Regions from separate parts of the Mus musculus genome. Here region 1 is linked to region 2. The links are chromatin contacts, called in public HiChIP or PLAC-seq maps. All regions are on one chromosome and are shown on one strand. Each heading gives the region's core, a stretch centred on a gene start, on an enhancer-like site or on the middle of the called end of the contact. The rest is flanking DNA. Distances are from core to core; before and after follow the strand shown. Region 1 holds the start of Slc6a5 (solute carrier family 6 (neurotransmitter transporter, glycine), member 5). Region 2 overlaps Prmt3 (protein arginine N-methyltransferase 3).

What was found. HiChIP or PLAC-seq counts read pairs in DNA pulled down with a chosen protein or histone mark.
Region 1: a contact with region 2 is called in an H3K4me3 HiChIP or PLAC-seq map of neural tube, with 2.3 times the contacts expected there. The contact joins the promoter of Slc6a5 here to the enhancer-like site in region 2. A contact is called at or near these places in 2 of 39 promoter capture datasets (the 3T3-L1 cell line and liver), 1 of 15 datasets of contacts at CTCF or cohesin (the NIH/3T3 cell line), 12 of 484 Hi-C or Micro-C datasets (the AtT-20 cell line, the C2C12 cell line, the N1E-115 cell line and 5 more), 8 of 115 datasets of contacts at active chromatin or transcription factors (a beta-TC-6 cell line, bone marrow-derived macrophages, differentiating embryonic stem cells and 5 more) and 5 of 9 other capture datasets (adipose tissue, embryonic stem cells, liver and 2 more).

Annotation. Positions count from the first base shown.
Region 1 is chr7:49,908,615-49,915,545 of GRCm38.p6, reverse strand. Slc6a5 (solute carrier family 6 (neurotransmitter transporter, glycine), member 5) reads right to left here and starts at 5,247. Exons shown (of 16, transcript NM_001146013.1): 1 at 5,165-5,247; 2 at 3,303-3,845; 3 at 696-834. The coding sequence starts at 5,167.
Region 2 is chr7:49,839,735-49,846,075 of GRCm38.p6, reverse strand. The region is part of intron 13 of Prmt3 (protein arginine N-methyltransferase 3); the gene reads right to left. Among named protein-coding and RNA genes, the nearest start is that of Prmt3, 65 kb to the right of the region's middle. Within about 2 kb of position 3,310, at least 72 of the 459 cell types and tissues checked have an H3K27ac peak or open chromatin away from gene starts, as enhancers often do. A contact at or near this core is called in the AtT-20 cell line, the C2C12 cell line, the N1E-115 cell line and 1 more, where this site is marked.

The sequences.
Region 1 (6,931 bases), core at 3,998-6,497, 68 kb before region 2:
TCCCTTCCTGGTGGGTACGTCCAAGATCCAGTGAGTTCTAATCCATGCTCCTTGGCATCTCCACTCTTCTTTCACAGGCAGTATCTTTCACACAGTGAGGACACACGGAAGTAGATTCATCTTTGCTAAATGATATAACTAAAACCAAAATATCTCCTGCCTTTTCCCAAGAAAGGGAGTGTTAGGGTGGGGTACTCCTGAGAGATTACCCAGGAAGAAGGTACACCCCAAGCTCCCCACTGCTCTCTTGCACCCTGCATTCTGTCAAGGTTGTTCTTTCGCAGTCTCCAAATGAGGAGGAGGCTCCGCATTTCCCAGTTACAACCAGACACCTTTTGACCTTCAGGACAGCAGGGCTTCGGGCTCTAGAGTGCATTTCCTACAAGGGAGTACTCACTTCCTGACTAATCGGTGTTTAACTTGAATTCAAACACCTCTGCTTCGGTGTACACTTGCCTGGGGACCCTCCCCGGTCTGGGCCAGTAGAGATCTCTAGTGAGTGAGGCCTACACCTCAGCTGATCCCGTGTCCATTCTGAAATCCAGCGGGTTCCATTCGCTCCTGCAGTCTGGCCTTCAGAGGACCAGGTTGCCCCAATCTTCCCTCCCAACCTCTGTTTAAGGTCTTCAGATGCACCCGCCCCACCCCTCCAGTGCCCGCCCCCTCCGCAGGCGGAAAGAGCTGAAAAGCCGTACCTCCCCCGTTCTGGAAGGCCAGGTAGGGAAACCTCCAAACATTGCCCAGCCCCACTGCGTACCCCACCATGGACAGGATGAAGTCCAGTTTGCTGGACCAGTTCCCTCGGGCCTTATTCTCATCCCCTTGCTCGTCCTCCTGAGGGCGGAAAAGCACATTGTCGGATAGCAGACCCAGGTAGGTCCTCAGCAGGCCCCATTCAGCCCTCCCCGCAACAGCTGAGGGTCCTTCCCCCGCAAGCAGGTCCCCAGTTTCCCCGCATAGGATGCATCGGCAAGCAAGATCCCAAATCTGAAGAAAGGATGCATCTACGAGCAGAGCCCTTACCCCTCACCCCTGCACTGAGTCTTCAGCAAGCAGCCCCCCCCCCCCAATCTTATTCTAAAGGGCCTCTTTAATCAGACCTCTGACCCGGTTTCCTAAATCCTAGAGTCAGGGCACACCAGCAAGCAGCCTTCCCCAAGCATAACCGTCCCTTCATACCCAACCTGTCGCCAGGAGTTCATTTAGCAAGCAGACTCCCAGTATCATGCCTGAAGTTCCCAGCAAGCAGGTTCCGAACCAATTCCTTCCCCCACCCCATAAAACCCCTCGATGCACACCCCTTCTTCAGTCCTTTCTTCAAAACGTGTGGCAGAAATAAGAATTGTAATGCTTCCAGCCAGCCAGAGCCCCTGCCTCACATTTCTCTGCCAAAACTTGCAGGCAAAACCTGCCCAGTCAGCTAATTTTAAAAGGTGCATCCTTCAGCCCTGGAGCGAGGGAAACAGGCAGGATGGAGAATTGGAGTTGACACAAGAGAAAGAATAGGAGAAGACTAACGTGGTAAGAAACAGAACAGCCAAAACCATGACTTCTGATCTAGATCTTGCTACTAACCAGGGGAACTCCCTGTGCACTGCTTGGGCTCAGCCTCTGTCCACATCTGGACAATGGGGGAGGGAGGACTGAATAATTGTCTCTGGGGCATCTGCCAACTTACATAGTCTGTGAATCTCTAGCCTTCTGTCTCCAAGCTCACATGGACTTGATTCTAGAAAGCCTCAGAAAAATGAATGGGAAAGGCACCTTATGTGAACTCTGCTCCTGACAACCAGACATTGGGGCACCCTGCTCCCCAGTCACCCTTCACCTATCAAATGACAGCATGGAGTACTTCATGATTCTTCAGGTCATGGAGGATGAAGCAGTGATGGTCAAGAGAGAAGAAGGGCAGAGTGATTGTCAGAAGGGGCTGAAACATTGGTACTCTCAGGCCTGGCAGCCCTTACTCAACCCCATTGCTGTTCCTCCCCCCCACCCCCACCCCCACCCCCCCCCACACACACAGGGCTCCACCCCTAGCCCCACCCCCAACACAGCTGACAGAGTAAGGGAGTCCCAGCTCTTTTTGTCGCAGTGCAGAGGTAAAGGGAGGTGTGGGAAACATAGTTTCTACTCCACTGGTGGGCACATGACATTAAAAGCATCTAATATATGCAGAACAGTGTTCTAGAAAGAAATTCCAAAGCAAAGAAACATGTAAATGCAAGGTTATTTCTAGTTACCCCGATGACTGGGTGGCTGAGTTCCTACTATGCGAGTGGGGGTGGGGCTCCAGATGAGGAGAGACAGGTCTATAAACCCCACATTGCTTGTGGTGATGTTCCATCTGCCCCGACCCCCACCCCCACCCCCCAGCCTTTGAGCTCTGGCCACACACCTAACCCCTGACTGCAGGGTTAAAGGGGAGCTAAAGGAGGGACAGGCCAAGGAAAGGAAAGAATACCTGAAACAACGGGGTAGGGGGTGGGGGACAGTGGGGGGGGGCAGAGAAGGGAGAGAAATCACTGGGGTGAAATGGAACAAAAGGCTTTAAGGAGGAAAAAATGGTCTTTATCCCTGGTCCAGTGATCAGGGTTCACTCTGTACGTTTTTCCTATCTCCGGTTAAGGGGATACCCAACTGGGAAGGGCCTGAACCGAACCGAACCAAACCGTATACAAGGGAGAGGGCTTATGTTAGGGGAATGAAAAAAGAAACTACATTCTGGGATTTAGAAGAGGCCAGATTAAGAGACCCTGATGCTTAAATTTAACTTCAGCAGCGCCTCATTGAGAGTTCTGGGGTAGTTCTGGGGTAGACTCACATGGGGAGAGCTCTCAGAATAAGCTATATCCCCCTCCCATACCACCGCAGGCTTCCTTTTCTATTGTAGTTTTTCTTTTTAAAGAACCGAAAAAGACTCAGACATTGATAGGATGGAGACTCTTGCGTCTGTTGCAAGATGCAGAATCTATCTGCTTTTTTTTTTTTTTTTTTTTTTTTTTTTTTTTTTTTTAACGGATCTGCACCGGTTCTACAGCTGAGGCTGGGAAGAGCAAGTCCAAACCTTGCTGGCTCGATCGCTGCACACACACACACCCCAAACCTTAACTGAGGACCTGAGCCCCCTTCCCCGCCCCCAGCAGTGCGAGCTTCCGAAGCCCCAAAGCTGCCTCCAGCATCCACCACCTGGCATTGCCAACCCGTTTCAACATCAGCATACGTGCACCCGCCAGGGCCCAGCTCCCCTTCACGCGCGGTTGGTGAGCAGCAGGCAGCGGGGCCGCTTGTGACCTGCTTACCGGTATGGTAGTGGTGGCCACGCTGCCCGGGAGCACCGACGCGATGCCATCGGTTCCCAACACTACTGTGCTCTGGCTCATATTCACCCAGCCCACGGCTGGGGTATTGTTGTGCTCCAGCGTGCCCTTGCCCACACTCACGTTCGCGTCCTCCTCCGGGCCACGCAGAGCTGGAATCTTGCAGTGCAGAGCGTTGCCAGCCCCGGCGGGCCCGGAAGGGGGATTGGCCTGTGCGCTGTGCCCTTCGCTTAAGTCCCGGAGGGCCGCGGAGGTCGCTTGTGCCCGGGGGCTGCTGAGATTACAAAACCCTACTCCGGACTGCTGGGCCTCGCAGGCTCTCGCATCCGCAGACTGGAAAGTTTGGGCGCCGGTGGAAGCCGACCTGGGCACACGTGGCGGCTGGACAGTGGCCGTGGGGGCCTCAGCAGGAAGATCCTGTTCAGGGCTGGTCCTAGGTGCACGAGGACTATCCCGGTGGCCTGGCACCGCTGCCTCCAAGATGTTGGCTGGCTGTTTATTCATTTCCTTGGGAGCACTGCAATCCTGCAAACACAATGTCAAGTTCGTGCAAAACAAACAAACAAAAAGTCACGGCAGCATTAAAAATAAAATATATGGGTCTGCATACACAGATGCACACATTCCAGGTCCAGGCACAAAATAGACAGGGTAGCAAACGGAACCGGTGTTTCTCCACTCGCCAGACACGTCTGTAATCCTGGGACATGAAGAAGCTAATATTTTCTCCCAAGTGGAGGAGGAACTAAGACCGAAGAATGAGTGGGTTTTGACAGGGGGAAAGAGGCGGGCAATATAGAAATAACCCTACAGCCAGGAGCTCCCTGCCCTCTGTGGATTTCAAATCAAGGCTGTGGGTACCACATCCCCTTCACCATTGTGGAGAAAGATTCTTTAATTTTCCGCCCCATTTCCTTTGTCATTCAACAATGCACATTGCCTTTTTTTCCCCCCATAGACAAGCTGTGATCACAAAACATGCTCTGGGGTAGGCCAAGGCTGGAAGCCACACGGGTAAATTCAAACTCCAGCATTCAGCCTACCTTGGTCACCCAAGATGCAAAGTCAAGGCTAAAGGTTTTTTGTTTTTTGTTTTTTTTAAAATCAAAATATTACTACCAACAAACAGCCCACCACTAAAACAATAAACTAGATGGGAAACGCATAGTAGCTGGCTTTGACCCTTACATTCTCTCCACTTGATTCCAGACCCCTCCAATGTATACGGATCTTGCCAATTTTTTATTTTTATTTTGCTGTCCATTTCCAGTAATATAATATTCTTTCCCTCCCAACTCTTGACTGAGGACCAAAACTCACCAATAATTTTCATTAGCTTTCTCCCTATTGAATTTTAAAGACTTGCCAGAAGTGGGTTTCCCTTCGGCTTCCGCGTGCTAGTGTTACCTTTCAGAGTTCCAAGATAGTATAATTACTTCACTGTAAAACCAATCAAACTACCTTCTCATCAACCGAAAATCTCTGCTCTAACCCGCTTCACAAACGCACAAACCGAGTTTACGTGCACCAAACCCAATGCCTGGACTCCAGTCTGCGTTCTCAGTTGTCCCTAAGACCCAGAGCGACTCGCGGTTAAAGGAATCTTGACTTTCAGTACCACGGACAGTACCTAAGACCGGGTTTAAGAGCAGCTTTACCATCTAGGGAAACCTCCTCTGCCCTCCGGCAAGGCTCCCAAGTACGAATACCTGAACTTGAGCCTTCGAAAATGGTTCTCTGCCTCTCACCTATTGCAGATATTTCCAAAAAGAAATACCCCAAACGAGCCAGCCATCCTTATCCCCACTTCCACCTTTCTTTAGAGAATAAAAGCAAGCACTCACCATGTCTGATGCGGACAACAGATTGAACCGTAGAGTAAAATCCTCTACTGATCTAGGTTTGGCCCTGGAACAAGAGGCGCTTTCTATATCTCCCCGGGAAAGGCTGGGTTTGCGTCAGTGGGAAGCAAGGTGCCCTTCGTTTGACATCTTCCTGATAATACACGTTTGATAAATCATTACCCCTTTGGATTCGGATTTTAAAGGGACAACAGCCTGGAGTACGCTGTCTTGTTGTCACTCCGGTAGGAGGGGGCTGCGTGTTTGGCGTGACTCATGTGGGTCTGATTACTAAACCAAAGCCGGTGGGAGGGAACGAGAAAAGTTTGCCACCTCCTAATTAAGGGAAACATGGGAGAGACACGTCCCACTGCGCCCAAGACTCCAAGGCAAGGCGCAGCCGCCAACCAAACAGATTGGATTAAAGTGAGGGAGGGGGGGGGGTCAAATCAGTCTCCCTCTCCCATCAAATTTGCTTGCGCTCTCCCTGAATCTCTGTCCGATTCAAAAGTATCCCCTCCCCCCAAAGAATGCCAGGCCTGTCTCGGGTATCCAGCCAGATCTTCTATGCCTGTTCCAGGGTAGAGCCCTGTATTTGGTCAGGGCGCACCTGGCTGGTCAGTGTGTGGTGTTCAGATCCCTACATCCCAGCCTTTCCAGAAAGTCAATCTAAGGAAAGACCCCGAGTTTTCGTTTAAACTATTAAATGCACTTTTCTCATCCCTGTTTGTCTCTGCTAATCCTGTTTCTCGTTGTACGTTTTAGGCTCTTCTGGATTTATTTATTTATTTATTTATTTATTTTTAAATACTGACTTAGTCCTCCAGCCATGTAAAACCCACCCTTTCTCCGTGGTCCTCCAAACAAAAATCCTTTTAAAATAAGGCCTGATTGGAGAATGCAGTTTTACCTGAAACGAGGATCCCCACCCCCACCCCCACCCCGCAACCCAGGGCAGGGCTGGCTCTCTGGGAAACCCTAAGAAGAGACTGCGGGCTCCCGCCCAGGTCTGAAGTGGCCAGGTGGACTATGAACTTTACCCGAGGTACAAGGCAGCAACCACGATCACAAAAGGGAAAAGCCCTTTGCAAAGGTGTCATTTGAAAACTAGAAGGGGATTTGCAGCAATATGCCTCCCCTCTCTCTTGTCTTGACAGCCTAGCTAGGGAACCGTGGCCTCTGGAACGGGAAGCTTGGAAAGCGCTGAGCGCGCAACGGGGCCCACCGCCTCCGGGTCCGTGCCGTCGCACTCGACTGGGCTGTCTCCCTGCGGAGCCAGGACAAAGCCGCGGCAGCGGCCGAGGGCGCAGGCTGCGGTGGCAGATTGCGGTGGATGCCGGGGGCATTGCTGCTCCACTCGGGTCTCCTCCCTCACCCTTCCAAGACTCCAAGAGTGGTAGATGCCTCTGTGAGCCTGGCTCTCCCAGGATAGCCACCTGGATTCTGGGTCTGCACTATTTGGGATTGGGGATGGCAGCGGGGGATGGGGGCGAGTAGGCAGCCAGAGGAGCCTTGTCCTCCCAGTGTCTTTCGGGTTCCAGATAGCCTTTTACTGACATTTACTGAGCTTTTACTATTAGGCCATCTGCAACGCTTCCACGAAATTATTACGTTTAAGTTTGCCAACAGCCTTTCGGAAATTATTCCAGTGTTTATGCTGTGAACGCTAAGGTCAGGGTCTATTTTGAAGTTACTAGCTCCTCCACAGCCCGTTGCCTGCACCAGTCACCACTCTAGGCAACCGAGAAATGGGGAAGGACTCAGAGGAGG
Region 2 (6,341 bases), core at 2,061-4,560:
AACCCTTAAGAAGGAGACGGAGACCATGTAGCAGGAGAATGGTTCACACAGCCTGTGTGACGTAGGCAGCTCTGGGGATGGGGCCTTTCCATCCACTCTTTCTTTGTAGCTAACACAAGACTCTGGAAACCGCAGACTGCTGAGGAAGGTAGAGCTCTGCAGTCAGGGTACACAGGCACAGGTGATGTGGGGATCTACCACTGGTGAATGAGCTCTGAAATGTGGGGCTATTCAGGCTGAGACCTTCACATGTGGAATCTGCACTAAGCCAGAAATTAAATCACGGGACATCTAAATGAGAGGATTGGTGGAAAACTCAGTAAGGGGGCAGAGAAATGTTTCCTTAGGTGACTACTGATTGGAGAAACAATCAGAACACACTACTGGGTGGCAGGCACGCCCAATGTGTGACCACAATGCACTTGTGAAGATGCTCACCAGGGATGGCAGGTGACAACTTTGGATTATTTGTCTGCTGTATTTGTCTATATTGACATTTCTAAAAGAAACATCAGCTATAGGAAACAGGTAAATGTGAATACTATTCCTTCTACCTGTAACATTACACAGACCTATACTTCAGCCACCACCCTTATGTCTCAGCTATCCCCAAAGGCTGGGCCAATCAATTACAGTCTCCTTTGTAGAAAAAAAAAATGGACTGACCTGGAAAAGTCGCCTCTCCCTCAGTTAACACCCCCACAATAACATTTTTCAATGAAGAGGGAGCAGAAAGAGGGAAGAGAAAGAGCTGATGAGGACTTTTCTTAAGTCTGAGATATATGAAAAAGAAAAAAGAAAAAAAAAAAAGAAATCACAAAGAAAACTATTTCTCTAACTCTGCTTTTTATAAAAGCAGACTGCCAATCACCTGGCAGGACAGTTGCAATGATGTCAGAATGCTTGTCTAAAGAGGGATCTAAAAGTACAAAGATACCTTGGAACTGTCCGTAACCCAAGACAGCTGCCTACGGTTTTTAGCAAAAACTCAAACATGAAGCTAATCTGCCTACCCTACCATAAACAGGGAAGGAGCTACTGATGAGCTTGGGTAACAAAAGTGAGGAAGGAAGAAGCATTTCTGTTGCTTCGGTGGCCAGCATTTGGAAGCCTCTTGACCTGCTCCGCTTTCTGGGAACTGCACCTACCTCTGCTTCCTCAGGCTTGTCTTCTCAGTAGCAGCTGGGGACTGAGACCTCAGAGACATGAGAGGACTTAGGAAAAGATGAACAGTATCTGCAGACAGCCTGCTCTTTAGTGAGCTTTCCCAGGACCGGAAAATACAGAACACACTGGCTGTCGAAAGCCAAAGGGGGATTTTCTGGGCTCCCATTTGAGACAGGGTCTCATGTAGCTCAGGCTAGTCCTGAACATGTTCTTCATGTCTCCTTTCTTATTAGCTATTTAGTAATCTGTCCATATCGTGTTTTATTTATTATCTATTTATTTTAATTTCAGTTACTCAAGATCAACTGTAGTCTAAAAATAGTAATAAAACATTCCAGAAATAAGCAAACTGAAAGTAGCTTCCTATGGTATTCCCAGTGTCCCAGTCATTGCTGCCGCCCCTTCATTTTGCTTTGGATGTATGTCACTTTACTGGAGCCGTGCATGTACGTGCTGACAGTACATGGGATACATTGGTTTGGGTACTGTCTGGAGTTTCAGGCACTGAGGGCATTACTAGAGATGTAGTTCTAGAGACACAAAGAAAAGACTCAACCTGCAGTTGTGGAAGCCAGCTGAACTATGGCTGGACCTTGTATTTCTGCAGGGCCATTTGGGCAGAGTGCTGTTTTCAATCAAATGTCAGCTGCTTTATGAACAAAACTGTTCTGTCTAGAAACTGCCTTTCAATTACACTTCCACCATCCTGTTGCTGCCACCATGGCAGGATGTCTTAGGTACTTGAGTGCTAATTTCCCCTACCAATCCCCAGATGGGGTTTCTCTGTGTAGCCCTGGCTGTTCTGGAACTCTCTGTAGACCAGGCTGGCCTCAAATTCAGAGATCAATCCTCCAGCCTCTGCCTCCGAAGTGCTGGGATTAAAGGCGTGCATCAGTACACCTGGCTCCAGGTGCTAACTCCAATGAACTACATTCCCCACTTGGAAGTCACTCAAACACAAAAATCAACAATCACCACAAAGAACTGGAGCTATGACTTTTAGCTAATAGCAGTAAATGACTGGAGCTGAGCTCCCCAAGCACATGGGGATATCAGGTGGCTCAGAAGACAGGCACAGAACACATATCTTGTCAGCAGCAGCACTGGGGACTGCTTGGGAGGAGGAGTCATAAAAATCAAAAGCAGCTGACTAATCTACAAAGTCAGGGTCATAATTATATCATGCCCCCACCACTGTGCTGTATCAGTCAGAAAAACTTGTAGCTACAAGTCTCTGAGGCTGAGAGGGAGAATGGGCAGCCACCAATAGTCACCAGAGTGAAAAGTGAGACTGAAATGATGACAGCAGGAGAGGAAAGACTGGCCAACAGTGATTTCTAGGACAGGTGACCACTCTTAACATTACCAGAATCCCGAGTCTGCCATTTGAGGCACACGAGGAAGTGAAAGTCAGTGTGTGGCCTTATAGGACAGAACATCCCCGAGCACCAGAACACGGTTTCACGGGAGCTGGCTCAAGCCTCGTGTGGGGGTCACAGAGCAAAGCAGTTATAAACAGAATCATTTAAAAAAAGAAAAGTTTTTAAGCCACATTTTTTTGCTTGTTTACTTTGTATGCATAAAAGTAAACAGTTCATTTTACACTCATACACTTGAGGAATAATGGCTTAGAATTAAACAAATGACTTTTTCATGTGTGTCAGTGCGGCGGGTCTTTTTACAAAGGGACACCCATGTGCACAAGGAAGAAGACAGCAGCCAATGAAATGAAGTCAGTCTAGACTGTATGAGGAAGAAGGAAATTAAAAATCATCATGATCGCTATCACCTGCAGGGGGTAATTCATCATTTCTGTTCCTCTCTGGTATCATGTTCCACCAGCGTGTGGTTACAGCAGATACAATTAGGCAGCTGGCCACAGACGTGGGGGATAATGTGCTTTTGATGGAGTTTATTCAAGCATAGAGAAACAGAGCTTGTAATCCATGCGGCAGGATCTCTGCAGCAAAAGCATAATTCATCTGCTGTGGAGTATTTCTTTCACAATCTCAACACTGAATTTAAACGCCAACAGATGAAGGGTCTGAAGCAAGCAGCAGATAATGCAGGGGGGGTGTTAGAGCTTATACTGTAAACATAACCATGCAAAACCACAGACTCGGTGACACGGCGGCTGAGCAGACACTGGAGCTGTGATGACTGCACAGCACAGAAACCAGCAAATGTGAGAGCTACAGCCTCCTCCCCAAGCTAACTATGCCTTAAATTATAGACTCTTTCTTCTTCAATTAATTTCTATTTTATCCCAAGAGTGGATTTGCATCTCTGTTGCTGTTGTGGTCCCTCTAGGGGACAATGCATGCTAAGTGCTCTGCAACTCCCAAGGGGCAATGCCAGACCGAGTGGTGTTTAGAAATGGACTGAACAACATGGAACACAGCACAACACACAAAATGCCTAACAAGACCTCTTTCTGCAAAAACTCACTACAATACTGACTTATCCCCAGATAATGGCTGGAAGACCTTTTCAAGTTTAGATCATATCCTTCTGATTTAAAATTACTTATTAACATGATTTTAGGAACAAATTGAATCATCTCTTCAGAGTCTAGAGTTGCTTTTTGGAAAAAAAAATCTGATTATGTGGGCTCTGGTATTCTTGCTTCAGTCTCCTGAGTAGGAGGTCTAAGGCATGTACAACTAGCTCACAAAAACACAAATACCTATCATCTGTTACCTAAACACACCTAATTGCACATTCTTCTGGCCTCTAAATAAAAGCTTTTGTTTTATATATTATTATTTTACCTTTAAAATTATTATTTACCTTTAAAAATACTATTACTATTTGGTTCTTTGGAAATAGGATCTCAGACAACACAGACTGATCTTGCTACCTCTATCCTATAAGTTCTGGAATTATGTCACCCATGCCTAGTTTAAAGTCTCTTAATGTATTATGTGCATGAAGAAGAATAACTGGAGTGTACAATGCAGTGAGCTTTAAAGTCGACTACAACTGTGAAATTCATATTCAATTAAGAAACAGAAAACAGCCAGGTGTGATGGTGCATGCCTTTGATCCCAGTACCTTGGAAGCAGAAGCAGGTGAGTCTCTGTAAGTTACAGGGCTGCCTGCTCCATATAGTGGGTGTCAGGCCGGCTAGAGCAACAAATGAGACTGTCTAAAAAAAAAATAAACCAAAAATGTCATCCTAGATGTTCTTGCACATGAAGCCAGACTTAGGCATCCCTGTGCCAAAAGAAACCACTGCACTACTTTCCAAGGGTTCAGGCTAGCTTCTCCAGCACACACATGAACAGAAATAGGACCATAAATCATTTGGTCTTTTGTGTCTGTCTACTTTTCCCTGAGCTTGTCTGTGCTGCTATTATAAAACGTATGTGAACATGGCTTCTCCGAACGGCTTCTGTACTGTACTCATTCTCTCTGTTGCTCCTATGTTGACTGAAAATTTAGGCAGAAAGACTTCAGATGGAGAACTGGTATAAGGAATTTCCTCAGCCTGTACCAGCAGACCCTCTGAAAGCTGTGAGGTTTCTCAGTAATGCAGCAGGTTTTTTATGCTAACACTAGAGGCTGCTGGGTACACTCTGAGTGAGCATTCCTGCTGCTTCCTTCATCCTCATCACTGTCTGTAGGTTTAATCTGCATTGTACCATTTCTTCATTCTTTGATACAGAATCCCCCATAGCTCAGGATAGCCTTGAACTATGCAGCCAAGAATAACCATGAACTCCTGATCCTTTGAGGTTATAGGCATGCACTATCCCAGGCTCTCTCCATCATTTCCTGGATCCACCTCAGCTTGTTACTCATTCTTCCTGCATTTTCATGATCATTTGTAGCTGTGACTGACCTGGAACTCACTACGTGGAACAGCCTGGCCTCTAACTTAGAGATCCACCTGTCTCTGTCTCCCAGGTGCTAGGATTAAAGGCATGCACCACCACACCTACCTGTTTTCTGTTTCTTAATTTGAAAATGAATTTTACAACTGTAGTTGGCTGGAGAGCTCACTGCATTGTTAACAGTATCATCAACTGTGCGATACAGTAACACCTTCTTTCCTTGGGTGTTTCCAGGGTTATTTCATCATAGCAATAGGAATGGCAGCAAGGACATGTCTTGTCCTTGCATCTCTTGAGTTATTTTCTTTTGGCATAAAGCCCAGCTCACAAATCCTTTTAACACTGCTGTATGCAGATCTGCTGCTAACGTGTACTGTATTGAGCTTTAGAATGTCTGGTTCTTTTTCATATTGGGTACCTTATTTTTTAAACATGTTTTAAGCCCTTTTCTCCTGAACATGCCAAGTCTAGCTGATTTAAAGTCTATTTGGACAAAATAGTACCTGTGGCAGCTAGAGCTGACATTATCCCCTCCCGTTTCACCTGATTCTTGATCCATGTTGTCTTCTGTATTTTTAAATCACTGACTGCTTTAGATTATGTTCTATACACTGAGCTATTTTTAAATTGCCAGTAGAAATCATTCTAGGCGTATAAGAATAATCTTCTAGAAAGGTTTTTAAATTTATTTCAGATATGCCCCGGGGAACTAGCAACTCAACATTGTTGTAGAGCACTACTGGGGATCCAGAGCCCTTGGATCATTCAGGGGCTACGAAGCTGGCTGCAGTCGTGACAGCTCTCTGGTGTCTGCTCTGTCCTGTTCTGATGTCAGTCTTTCAGGATTCCCATTACAAAGTCTTAGGAAGACAAGTACACCTTCTATTTGCTAGGGTAGAGGCTACCAGAGGGGCAACATGAAGCTGCTTGGCTGCTTCAAAGTGGCAATACCTGCGGGGCAGAAGCAGCCAAGTCTGACTTCTTTGGGTCTTCCTTCCCTCTCCACATCACCTTTGTTTTCTTCCAACTCTCTATGTGACAGGGTCCCACCTACTGTTGGTCATCCTCAGACTCACTAGGTAGTGGAAGATGACTCTGCACTTCCGATTCTTCTGTCTCTACCTCCCCATTGCCAGAATTACAGCCTGGTTTATGCAGTGGGGAGGGAGCCTGGTCTCCTCGTGTGCTAAGAAGGTACTCTACTAACTGAGCCACATCCCTAGTCCCTCTTTGGGCTTTTTTGTTATAAGTCTTGGACAGTCTAGTGAAACTCTAATACATATATAAAATTCTCCAACGTACAGCATTTCAGACTCCCCCTTTCGTGCTGTCCCCAGA